Regions from separate parts of the Rattus norvegicus genome. Here region 2 is linked to region 1. A link is a contact called in public Hi-C data. All regions are on one chromosome and are shown on one strand. Each heading gives the region's core, a stretch centred on a gene start, on an enhancer-like site or on the middle of the called end of the contact. The rest is flanking DNA. Distances are from core to core; before and after follow the strand shown.

Evidence for each region. A called contact is a pair of places that touch in the nucleus more often than the background predicts.
Region 2: a contact with region 1 is called in a Hi-C map of Schwann cells, with 6 times the contacts expected there. The contact joins two enhancer-like sites.

What each region holds. Positions count from the first base shown.
Region 1 is chr4:32,979,209-32,985,455 of GRCr8, reverse strand. It overlaps Gng11 (G protein subunit gamma 11), which reads right to left. Exons shown (of 2, transcript NM_022396.2): 2 at 2,335-3,732. The coding sequence ends at 3,607. Among named protein-coding and RNA genes, the nearest start is that of Gng11, 4.7 kb to the right of the region's middle. Within about 2 kb of position 4,190, at least 6 of the 93 cell types and tissues checked have an H3K27ac peak or open chromatin away from gene starts, as enhancers often do. A contact at or near this core is called in Schwann cells, where this site is marked.
Region 2 is chr4:33,542,833-33,548,559 of GRCr8, reverse strand. Col1a2 (collagen type I alpha 2 chain) reads right to left here. Exons shown (of 52, transcript NM_053356.2): 35 at 5,383-5,436; 36 at 5,236-5,289; 37 at 5,049-5,156; 38 at 4,427-4,480; 39 at 3,534-3,587; 40 at 2,428-2,589; 41 at 1,645-1,752; 42 at 855-962; 43 at 442-495; 44 at 247-354; 45 at 69-122. Among named protein-coding and RNA genes, the nearest start is that of Col1a2, 27 kb to the right of the region's middle. Within about 2 kb of position 2,334, at least 4 of the 93 cell types and tissues checked have an H3K27ac peak or open chromatin away from gene starts, as enhancers often do. A contact at or near this core is called in Schwann cells, where this site is marked.

The DNA.
Region 1 (6,247 bases), core at 2,941-5,440:
CAGATTATGGATTTACTGAGATTCTTATGACAAAGATTTTAAGGACATTTTAGTTTTTCGGAAACGATCCTGTTGTTCCTGTTCTATTTTTCCAAGTGCTCACCCTGTCTAGGTTTTTATCTAGTTGCATGAACTTTGGTCCATGACAGTTTGGGTCTCAGAGTCCTGGTGATGCTAATCAGGTCTGCCCAGGTACACTGAGCCCCCTTCTTGGGGCTCTTTGGTGTCATGTGAGGAGGAATAAGAAATGCTAGCTTCACCTCTTAGTTTTCATCAGTTTTCTGAAATACGAATAAATAAATTTTAATGTAGCTAAATAGAATTTTATCTTTTTCACCAGTTTCTTTTCATTTTAATTTGGCATATGCCTAAATGGGCATGTATAATTTATGAAAATTTTCTGTACTTGTAGGTTATCAATAGTTACAGATCTTAAGTAAACGTTTAACCTTTTCTCATTGTATGTTCAGATTACCTTTTAAACAGTGATTTTTACAGATAGTTTTCTTAATTTTAAATTAATCTGTTGACTAATTTGTGGAATTAATATCACAGCAACTTAATATGATATTGAAGTATTTGATTACTACAGCCAAACAGCATTTAAATAGAGATTGGAAAGAGGGAAAAAACTAATTATGACTACATAAAAACCACAAGGAATCTACAAAACCCTTTTAACAACTAATAAAACATGTCCATATGGTTGTCTACTCTTTAAATAGCAAAGGCTGGACTTCAACTCCTAATTCTCTTGCTTCTACCTCCCAAGTCCTGGGATTTTGGGATACACCACTGGCATATTCTGGTAGAAATTATGTGTGCTCATTTTGTAAGGATTTCCCTGTAGCCAGTTATCTGTGTTCTTGTCCAAGCTTTACATTCAATATTTAAAAACAGAGAAAACTACGTGAGGCTTCTTTCTCCCTACTGCTGCTGTGAAGTGAGGACAGAAGTCCTGATATAACAGATACGAAAGTACATGAATGAGAAATGAACACAGAGACATTACCGGTGAACTTTGACAAAAATGCAAGCGCTATTTAAGGAAGGATTGAGAGCCTCTTCAATAAAGGGTGCCAGAGGAGGGAGTTATTATCACAGCAATCTGTAAACAAGCGAGCTCTCTATCAAAACAATACAATTTACTTGAAAACTGACTCAACATGACTTACAGACTTACAACATAAACCTTCTAGAAGCCATGTAGGAAAAAGTATAGAAGGCTAGGAACATGCATATAATTTTTAGACTTGACACCAAAAGTATGATCCATAACAGGAGAAATTAATAAATTGTCTTGAGCCCATAGGTTTTGAGACTCACTCAATGCATAAAACATAGCAACCATTTGTGCTCTAATGCTGATTGATTACACAATCATATCGTTGAAAGGAACTGAACACATAATTTAAATTCTGCTTAATAAATTCTCACTTGCTAAGTATTCTTCTACAACATATTCAAATAAGCACTTTTTCATATTTTCCCATTGCAAGTTATCATTTATCACTTGAAACACATAATACTATGTCACTCTTTGTTGGCAAAGTTAAAAGATGAAAGAGAACAGAAACATATCAAGTAAAGCCTACAAGCTTGGGTATTTACTGGGAAAACAGAAGTTGGCTGACTAAGTTGTTTATATGATTGAAAGAGACATAAGAAACAAAATGTAGGTTGTGGAATTCTCATGAACGGCTGGCCTGGTATATGGATGGAAATACAGGATCCAGATTGGTATGAGCTGTTCTGAGAGTAGTTAAATAATAAAGGTTTTGTTTTGACCTTTGTAAAAGATTATTGGTTGTGTAGTATGAGTAAATAGAATACTTTTTCTTCCTTATGCAAAACATAAAATGTGATAGACAATTAGGAAGAAATGACCCGCTTATTAGAATAAAACTTTATAAGCACCAAGACACAACAATCACATGGCACATTAAATGTTAAGTGTTCAAAAGCAAAAACAGACCTGAATTATCAGTTGTTCCGTGGTGCTTGGAAGAAACATGGCCTGAGTACTCTTCAACCCACCCCATAGTAGATGGTGCTCTGAACTAAAATTATCCCTTGGTTCCAGTAGCCCCAACTGATGTCGTCATTTGGAAAATGGCAGGAAACTGTCCCTGTGTTAAGTCTTATATAATTACTTTTTCAAAAGCCTGAGTATCCTGTTCTCTTGTTGACAGGGGGAAAAACCAGACTTCCCAAGTGAGAAGGCTGACAGACTCCAGGAAGCTGTTGAAGGCATGGGCTCTCTGACTTGGCTGGGAAAGAAAACCTGCAAACTTAACCCAGAGAACAGATAAGCTTTTCACTCTAGGAGAAATATAGTCTTTGGATACCACATTTAATGCCATAGAGCATGTTAGTAACTAGACATAGTTGAACCAGAACCTATTTGTAAAGATTTTATTTCACTTTCATTCCAAATCTCTAACAATCCCAAAACAAGAGACGGGGGAAATGAGAAAAGTTTTTTCCAGAGGAAGAAATGTCTCTTTCATTGCTGTCTTAGTCACAGGTGCCTTCATAATGACCTCAGCATGAATTGTACTTAAAACTACAGAAGCTCAACTTGCCATAGAAAGTGGGGCCATTGATTGGAAGGAGGGGCTTGTAATGGACAGCAGCAATAGAGGAGGAAAAGAAGACATGGTGAGCTTTCACAATGACAGGAAAACATCCAATTGATCTTTTTAAATTAGTCAAAATTCACTGTATCTTTTGGAGAAGATAAAAGATGAAGGAGGGGAAAAGGGAAAAGGAGGAAGAGGAGGAAGAGGAGGAAGAGGAGGAAGAGGAGGAAGAGGTGGAAGACATTCAAACATCTACCCAGAGGCCACAGAACTAAAGAGGAACCATCCCCAGACCTGGAGAGAACAAGGAATGTAGATCTGGGTCAGCAAAAGAACTAGCCCTGGCAGCCAGCATTCTTGGATGAGGGTTCTTTTTCCCATTCACATACTTGTCCCATTTCCCAAGGACACTGCTGCAGGGATATTTTGAACTGAATCATCGCAAACCAGGGATGTGCTAATGTCGACTTGGTTTGGCAAAGTTCCTGACTCACCACCTGACTCCTGTTAATGTCATTAGGAATCCTACCCGCTGGGTTCTCTAATAGTTAAATCTAACACATTCCAGAAGTCAGACTTTGGCATTGTAAACACATGAGTAAGGGAGAGCTGTGTTGCAAACCACGTCATTTATATTCCTAATCTTATGACATAAACCCCAAACACTGGACAGGTTATAGAAGGAAACTCAAGAGTTAATGAATAAAAGGTGCTATCTTAGGTCACTACCATTGATTTTTTTTTCAAGGTAAAACTTTATTGGAGACAGCAAGCAGTATATTGAAAGGGAGAGCCAGGCCTTCATCCCATAACTGCACTCAGGTGCTCTCCTCTGAGAGAGGGTGTGTGGGTGAGAAGCAGGTTTGTTCTATGCACAAAGTGCTTGGAGAGTGCTTATATGACAGTCTTTTTCTCGATTTCATTTTTTCCTCAATTCTTCACACACACTTTGGCTTCATTTGGGGGAAAAATTAAACAAAAGAACAATCTGACCCAACTGAAAACAATTTCCCTCCAGAGTTCCTTAGGAAATGACACAGCTGCCCTTTTCTTTGAAGGGATTCTTGTCTTCTGGAATTCCCTTTACCAGAGGATCCTCTCCAGAACGTTCTTCAATGTAGTTCTTTATTTCCTCAGAACATTTAGACACCTGGAGTATAGGGAGAGGAGATCAGAAGAAACAAATTATGTCAAGGAAATTGAACTTCACCACTGATTGTTTTGTTTGTTTGTTTGCTTTTGCTTTTTTGGGAGGGGGGTTGGGGTGAGGTTCACATAGTCTCACAAACCATACTTTAAAAAAATATTTTCCTAGTCTAAATCATTATTTTATTCTATTTATATATGCCATACAATCTATGAGAGAAATATTGTTCAAGTAACAAATGATTGAAAATCATTGTATTAATAGTTCCCCATGAAATTTTCTATTCATACTCATTCCATGATTTCCTTACTCTCTAAAATGCAAATACAACGGATCTGCTGTGTTCAAATTCTCTGGATAAAGGGCAGCCATTAGGCAGTCCCTGCGGACTGTGCAGGGTTGTGTTGTACCACATGACTCACTGAAGTGAGTAGGTCACGTCATACTCCAGAACTCCATGGAGTCAGAGTCATATGCAGAGCAGTGGCAGGGAAAGGCTGACAAAGGATGTTAGGTTTGTCTATCCACCTCACTCCAAGTCTTGGCTCAAAACTCCTCTGATGAATCAGCCAATTATTGTATTAAAGGCTTTCCTAGAGGCTTAGTGGGACAATCTGAGACTACAGAGTTTAGGGAGTCAACTTAAACTTTTCTTCTCATGGGACGGGATTGAAGAGTCTCTTTAAAATTCTATCCTTAGAGACAAGTTGCAGATTTAAATCTTTTTTTTTTAAAAGAGAATAAACTGGAAATGAAAAGCAAGGCTGAGTGTGTCCAAAGTGTCTGTTTTGCAAGTACTATGTTGAAAGTAAAAGTGAGAGATTTATGAAAAGCGGCCTTTGAGTGAATCTCTCTAAACATGTATACATATGTATCTCGAAAGATGCATCACTATTTATAAACAAGTGCAGCTACCACAGTGCTAACACATTTTTGCATAATTATGAAACACCAACGAGCAATTAAAAAGCGACACTCAAAAATAAACAGAAGTGGGAATCCCGTTGTTTCATTATTTCCTCCCCAAACCCTAAAGCTCTGGTTGCATGGCCGTGTGTAGAACGGACCCAAAATTTAAAAGCGGGTCGAACAGTTACAGGAATTAAAATGTGATAAGTTCTGTCTTTGCAAGAATCTAATGCTGGGAGTCACAGTTTGTATGTTCTAAGGGAGTGCTCAGTGCTGGTAAGGGAGTGTAAAGATTCAGAGTCTGTGGTTCGAGTGAAACACCTGAGTACGATCCGGGTCCCCACTCTTCTTGCAAAGGCTCTTTCGCTGGGGTTCTGAAAATATCCATAATCTCGAAAAGTGGGTAATTGCTCCTTCTAGGATCGAGAGAGTACATCTGACCAATAATTAATTAGCTGCAGCCAGATGTAACCTGTGTATCTGGGTTTGGCCTGAGCAGAGCACATAGCCCAGGTGTCAACCAAGGATTGAAAGGCTGATCTGGAAGATGCTGGGGAAAGACAACTGAAGTACCTGCCTTAAGGGTCCTCTGTGGCTGTAAGTGAGGACCTGGCTTCTTCTCTGGGACAAAGGGGTTTTGTGTCTTTCAAGTGAGGGGTTGAGTGTAATCCAAGCACCACAGTGCTTGCCCAGCATCAATATAATCCTCTATACTGAAAATAAAACATTTGGGAACTGGAAGGAGTTCCACAATCCTCTTCGTGTCTAGGAAGAACCACTCTAAATACTTCTGTCTTCCTAGCAGACACCTAGAATTTTCTGAAATGAGAGACCTGTGATGTAGGGTGTACCCTAGGCCTGCAGTGACTGACTGGGGAAAACTGTAAAAAAAGATGCTTGAGTTTTACGTTGACACACCCAGGATGCTGCCTGATGTCAACTTTGGAACTTGTCCTTTCCTCTAGCCTGTGAATTCGACACAATGATGTAAGACCTTCCAGCTTTGCAAAGGTTAAGCATTATTTAAGCACACACTATACACCATGCTGTTTCATGTGCAATCCCTCTGGCTGACCCTGTCCAAACTGAGGGCTTTGTCATCAGCCAAGACAGCCCCCTCCAAGAAATAACATGATCTGTTAGTCCTATCAACTGGCTTATTCCTCTAATCACATGATTTCTTAAAGTGACAGGAAAAATATGATATCCCACTGTAAAATCTTGGAAGAGTGTGAATTTGTATGAAGCAGGGAGCTGCATTTGAGGGGGTAAATGCGTAAAACTGTAAAACTCAACAACTTCCAGCATCTCCCAGTAACCACTGAGGAGTATTAAGGCTTATCGTGAATGTGTTTGGAGCCTGTTTATATCATCTGCTTCATTTCTGTTCATTTTTTTTGCAAATATTAAAGTGTGAACAGAAGGTAAAAATCAAAGAGCCTGAGGTGTGACTCAGAGGTGACCACATACACAGTGCCTGAAGTTTGAACCCTAGTAACCCCAAACTATTACAAACAACATCAGCCCATAAAAAAAGGCTGGAAGAAGCTGAGGAGGAGGACGACCTCATAGGAAGACCAGCGGTCTCAACTAACAGGGACCCCTGAGA
Region 2 (5,727 bases), core at 1,085-3,584, 560 kb before region 1:
TTGTCTAAGTAGATGGTTTAGAATCATTCTTCTTAATTCCTAAATATTAATTATCACCATGTACGTACACTAGGACCTCTTGGACCGACAGCACCAACGGGACCAACAGAACCAGCAGGACCCTGTGAATTAGAGAAGAAAAATAGAACTCATCAGCCAAGTTCAAGACCATCCTCTTGATGTCCTTAGTGATCAAGTGTGAGGCCACAGTAAAGTCCACAAGGGTGACAACATTTACATACTTACAGGCTCACCACGGTTTCCATGTTTCCCAGCAGGACCCACAGAACCATGAGGACCAGGAGCACCTGCAGCACCAGTGGGACCAATGTTGCCAGGGTAACCACGCTCTCCCTACCAGAGGCAAAAGTGAAACTTAGCATTAATCTGTCGGTATTTTGATCACTCTTAAATTAGAGAAAGATGAAAAGGTGTCCTGACCTTGTGTCCGGGTTGACCATCACGACCTGGGGGACCATCACTGCCAGGGTTACCCTATGAGAGAATATCAAGCAAATTAAGATGCCTTGGTGATTCATTGGCCTCGCTGCCTCTGCTACTCTGCCCTCATTATTCCCAGTGTTCAGACAGTTAAAAGAAGGGGGAGAGCAATAACTTTCTAATTTGATTTTTTTTTTTAGAAATTAAATATTGAAGCCCCAATTTGCAGTCTTTCAGTTAAAGACCATTTTCAAATCCAAGCAATTCTCATAGTTTTACTGCAAAGAAAGATCATTATATGGAGAAGTAGATTATCTAGTTTAGAAGCTCGGGGCATGGAACCTCAGTTCAACACTAGAAGTTGACACAGAATGAGATCCTGCTTGGTTTGATTTTACGAGCCAAGTACTCACATCACGACCGGCTTCACCAGGGGCACCATTAACTCCAGGACTGCCCACAGCACCAGGGGGACCACGGGCCCCAGGAGGGCCTGCAATGCCCAGAGGACCAGGTTCACCCTAGAGTGGCAGAGAAGATAAGATGACATTACTATCCCAAGATAGAATGCTGACCACACATGCCAAAAACAACTCCAGAAAATTCTAGTTGAAAGAGAGCAGCTAAGTCGAATGTAGATGGGTCACAACATGGCAGGAATCACCATCACTGTCAACCTCCCTCTGTCTTCCCTACACTTAGAGGATCCATCATGTGGATGTAACTATGTATGGGGATAGGAGTAGGGTCTGACGGCATCTAATGTACCCCAAATAAAATTAATTCATAAAGTCGATACGTTTCTGGATAAAGGTGGCTTCAAGCTGCTGTCACGTATAGGGTTAAATGAAATGATTCATGAACTTCCTGTGAACGGCCCCATTCTTCTTGTGGGATAAATGATGCCAGGATTTCACATCACAGAGAAGTAAATGCAATTAGAGCTTATATCATTCTTAAGCGTGTAGAAAGAACAAAAATCATTCTGCATAATGTGAAGCTGTGCCTTTACAGTATGTGTCTAAGTAAGGTAGTATTAAAGCTTCCTGGATAGGTGACAGGTAATCTGTATAAAGAAAATGCCATGAATAAAAAAAAAAAAACTTAAGTGGAGTTATTCAGCGATCAATCTGTCACATCTGAAGTGGCAGCTTTTAAAATCTTTTATTATGTTAATGAGAATCAGAATGGCGTCAAACTCACCAGAGCACCAGCAATACCTGGCAGGCCACGTTCACCTCGAGAGCCAGGGAGACCCAGAATACCGGGAGCACCAAGAAGACCCTGAGGACCTGCAGTGCCAGGGGGTCCCTAGATGAGAGGAAAAAATACTGATTATTACTGGTAAGACCCTATTTCATAATACAGACTAGCTCAAGGACTATGAAGACAAGGAGTCTTGGGTTTAGGAACAGGCCAGTGACTTATAATTGGTGGGACACATTCTTGAATGTCTTTCCCACCCCCTCCCCCGAGAATGACAGCAAATTTACATTTTGGTATGTATATGTGTCATTGAGATTAATACAGCCATTGGGCGTGTGGATTTAATCTTCATAGACTCTACGCAGGGAAGAAAATTTTGATCTCGACTTCGAAGGTCTAATATGGGCACTTGGCGGGAATTGCAGTAATTCTGAACCAGGAATGTTTAAGGAGTCAGCAGCGTATGAAGCGTGATTAATTTACAGAAGGCTGGCCACAGCAGTAGGGTTCTGTGCTAATTCTTAGATCCCTCTGAGAGCAGAAAGGGCTGTGACAGAGAAGCTGCAGTCCCTCACCTCCGTCATTCTTATCATGTGCTTTCTGTGCATCTGCCTCTACCACAGCACCTTATTGTGTGCTGCAGATTCCCTGGCTCAGTCGAGCTCAACTCGAGAGCCTGCATTACTCACTAATAGATACAGAACGCTTGAGGGTTTGTAAAGGGGCTTTGTTCTAACTCTACCCAAGTGTTGAGAAGAAAAGGGGTTTGAAATCACTTACTGTGGTACCAGGTTCTCCAGAAGGACCCTTCTCGCCAGCAAATCCAGGGGGACCAGATGCACCTATTTCTCCAGTTCGGCCAACTGGACCTTGGTCACCACGGGGACCACGAATACCTTCTTTACCAGCAGCACCAGGGGGACCAGGGGGGCCAGTAATACCCTGTGATCAAATGTATAAGGTCATTTGTTTTCTCTTGGTTGTTCCAGACTTGGAGAGGAGCTGCCCTGCTCCTAGATACTAGGATTTGAACAGTGTCACTCTGTAAAACAATATCCCAGGCATTTTTGGAACTTTTAAACTTCTCTTTCCTGCCCGTAATAAAGCTATTGATGAGGGAGAATCAGCGGGAACCTTTAGTGATGAAGGCAAGACATCTTGTATCTTTGGTACCCCAGCGGATTGGAGTCAGAACCAGGAAGAGATTTAAGTCTGCTGATTAAGTCTTGGTTGAAGGAAACTTTGGATTTTTGCAGACTCTGCCCATTTTTTTCTTGAGCAAAGCCAACCCTGGTGTTCTGTTCATAACTGAGGAGCTCATATGCTCCTGACTAGGTTTAATTAAATGCCTACAAGGAACGAAGATTTTTCTGTTATGAATGTGTAAAAGGTTCTAAGAAATCAACATCTTTGCTATTTCTTTTTCCTCTGAAACCTCGAGTGGAATACTTAATCCTTGATAATTAAATTCTCTTGAGTCCTGACAGGAGGGTCTGAATGAGAATTAAGTTAGATACCACACTACCTTTAAATTCCTTTAAATTGTGGCTTTAGACTGGAGACAGAATATTAGCCATAAAGGGTAATTAGGCAGAGAAATAGTAGATACGTGACCAAAGCACCTGTTGCACTTTTCTTTGTGAAAAATGATTGTGCATTCCAAAGGGTGCTGGTATTTGCATGAATAAATCACAGTATTTAAGTTGATACCCTGAATATAATTTGTAATGGTTTTGTCTTATTCATTAAACATAATTTTAAATTGGGAAAGTATTTGCAAATATTGACAATTTGTTTTAATAGATGTTTCCTTCCCTAATTTCCTACCAGAGGCCTGGTCTTCTGGTGAGTATAAATGGAGATATATTGGGGCATGATGTACTCACACTGGGTCCGGGGGGACCAGTCCGTCCAGCAGCACCAGGGAAGCCAGTCATACCCTAAGAACCAAACATGTTCAAACTCAGTCAAGTCAACTCTAGGAATTAGGATAAGACAAGATGTTTTCCCCTTGGAAAATTATCACGGGGCTAAAGATGGAAACAGACGAGGTAACACTCAGTTTAAGGTAGGGGAGCAGTTAACTAGGATCCTGAAGGTTCTAGTAGTCTACACATCTTATCAGTATACTTCTAGATGAAATGCCTGCATTTTGCATTAAGGTTGTTGGTACTTTCTGTAGTGCTAGCAGGCTATCTGATGGTGATATGGGAGAGTATAAGATATTTTCATTAGGATATGTGAATGTTTATTGACCTCTTGGCTGGGAGAGAGAGGGGGGGCAGTAGGAAAAGGAGTGTTGCTCAGAGAAGGAAGTATGAAATTGAGCCAGTGTGCTAAGTATTGCCTACGGAGGGAAAACATTAGAGGGGTTCATTCTTGGAGACCTCTGGGGCTCTAGGGAGTTGGGGTGAAAACCTGGGCTGAGAAGGAGACTCAGTTAGTTAGAAGAATCAAGACATTAACAAAAGGATAAGAGGTACCAAAGAAATTCTGGTTCTGTTTTCCAATTAAATTGCCTGATTTTTGACCTTGTTTATTCCCTCATTGGGCAGCAGCAAACCTCTGAGGCCCTGAGTTGCAGTTGGGATTGAGTTAGTGCTCATGTAGCTGACTTTAAGCTCAGTACTGGTGAACTTCATACTTTTTCTGATCAGATTCTAAAGGACAGGACTCTCAAGCTCCTCCTTGTCACAGTTCAAATTTACCAGAATTCTGAAACTTTCAAACTGTCACTAGTACGTAAGCTAAGAAAGAAAAGTCAATTGTAGATACTCACAGGGGGCCCTCCATCACCACGACTTCCAGCAGGGCCAGGTGGGCCATTAGGACCCTAAATGCAAGCAAAAAAGGTGGCTTCAAATCACAAAACAAGTAACTCTTGCAAATGTCATGCTTGTTTTCCCATGGCACATTCTCCTCTATGTCCTCTACCCTTGAAGAAAAATTTAGAAATGAAACACACTTATCTACATCACATGAAATAATTGTTCTGTTTCAACTAGTAACACCCCATGGATTACTGAGGAATGAAAACAAGATATTTAAAAAAACTTTTACAGGATGTTTTAACGTGAATTCTTAAAGAAAAAAAAGTTTTTCAGGGTGTGGTGACCCAAGCCTTGCCTTTAATCCCAGCACTTGGAAAAGTTTGAAGCCATCCTGGTCTACAGAATGAGTTTCAGAACAGCTATGGCTACACAAAGAAATCCTGTGTGTGTGTGTGTGTGTGTGTGTGTGTGTGTGTGTGTGTGTGTGTGTGTGTTGCACACAATACACACATGCACTCGTGTGTATGTAATCTTTTATCTGGAATGCTTAGTAAACAGTGGGCACTTTATGGGCACATATTGGACTATAAAAATGCTTGGGTATGTTGGTCAACAGTGAATTCAACTTACAGATGGGCCAGCAGCTCCGACAGGTCCGGTTGGACCAACGATGCCATTTTCTCCCTTAGGCCCTTTGGTTCCCTTTTCTCCTTTAGCACCAGGTTGGCCAGCAGAACCCTGTTGGAAGGAACAGCAGTGAGCACTGGCCTTCTGACTCACTCTGATGTCACATTAATCTCCCTTATGTGATACTTACAGCAGGACCAGCAAATCCATTGGGGCCAGCAGGACCAACCTCACCACGTTCACCCTAGGTGGGAGATAAAGATGTCACAGTCACAGCTCCTTAGATGTCTGTAAACCATAAAATATGAGTATCCGTAAAGCTCTGGTATCTACTCACAGGGCTACCTCGAGGACCAGCAGGGCCAGAAGGACCAGCAGCACCAGCTTCGCCCTGTAACAGCACCAAAGACCAGTGATGAGTTGCTGAATGTGCCTCACGTAGATGGGGGAGGAAGAAAGAAGAGCAGTAGAAAGAGGGTTGTTCTCACACTTTGCAGTTACCTTGGAAGAGACTAATGGACATTTCAGAGAATAAAATGAGGTGAATTTTTCCTCTACTTAAGGCTGGCTTCATTTTAAAAGGTAGAGTGGTATTGGTGCTTCACTTGCAGAAACACCATAAATCAGTCCCCGTAATACCAGTAGGAGGACATTTTAATTTTTAGATGGATGCAGGACTGAT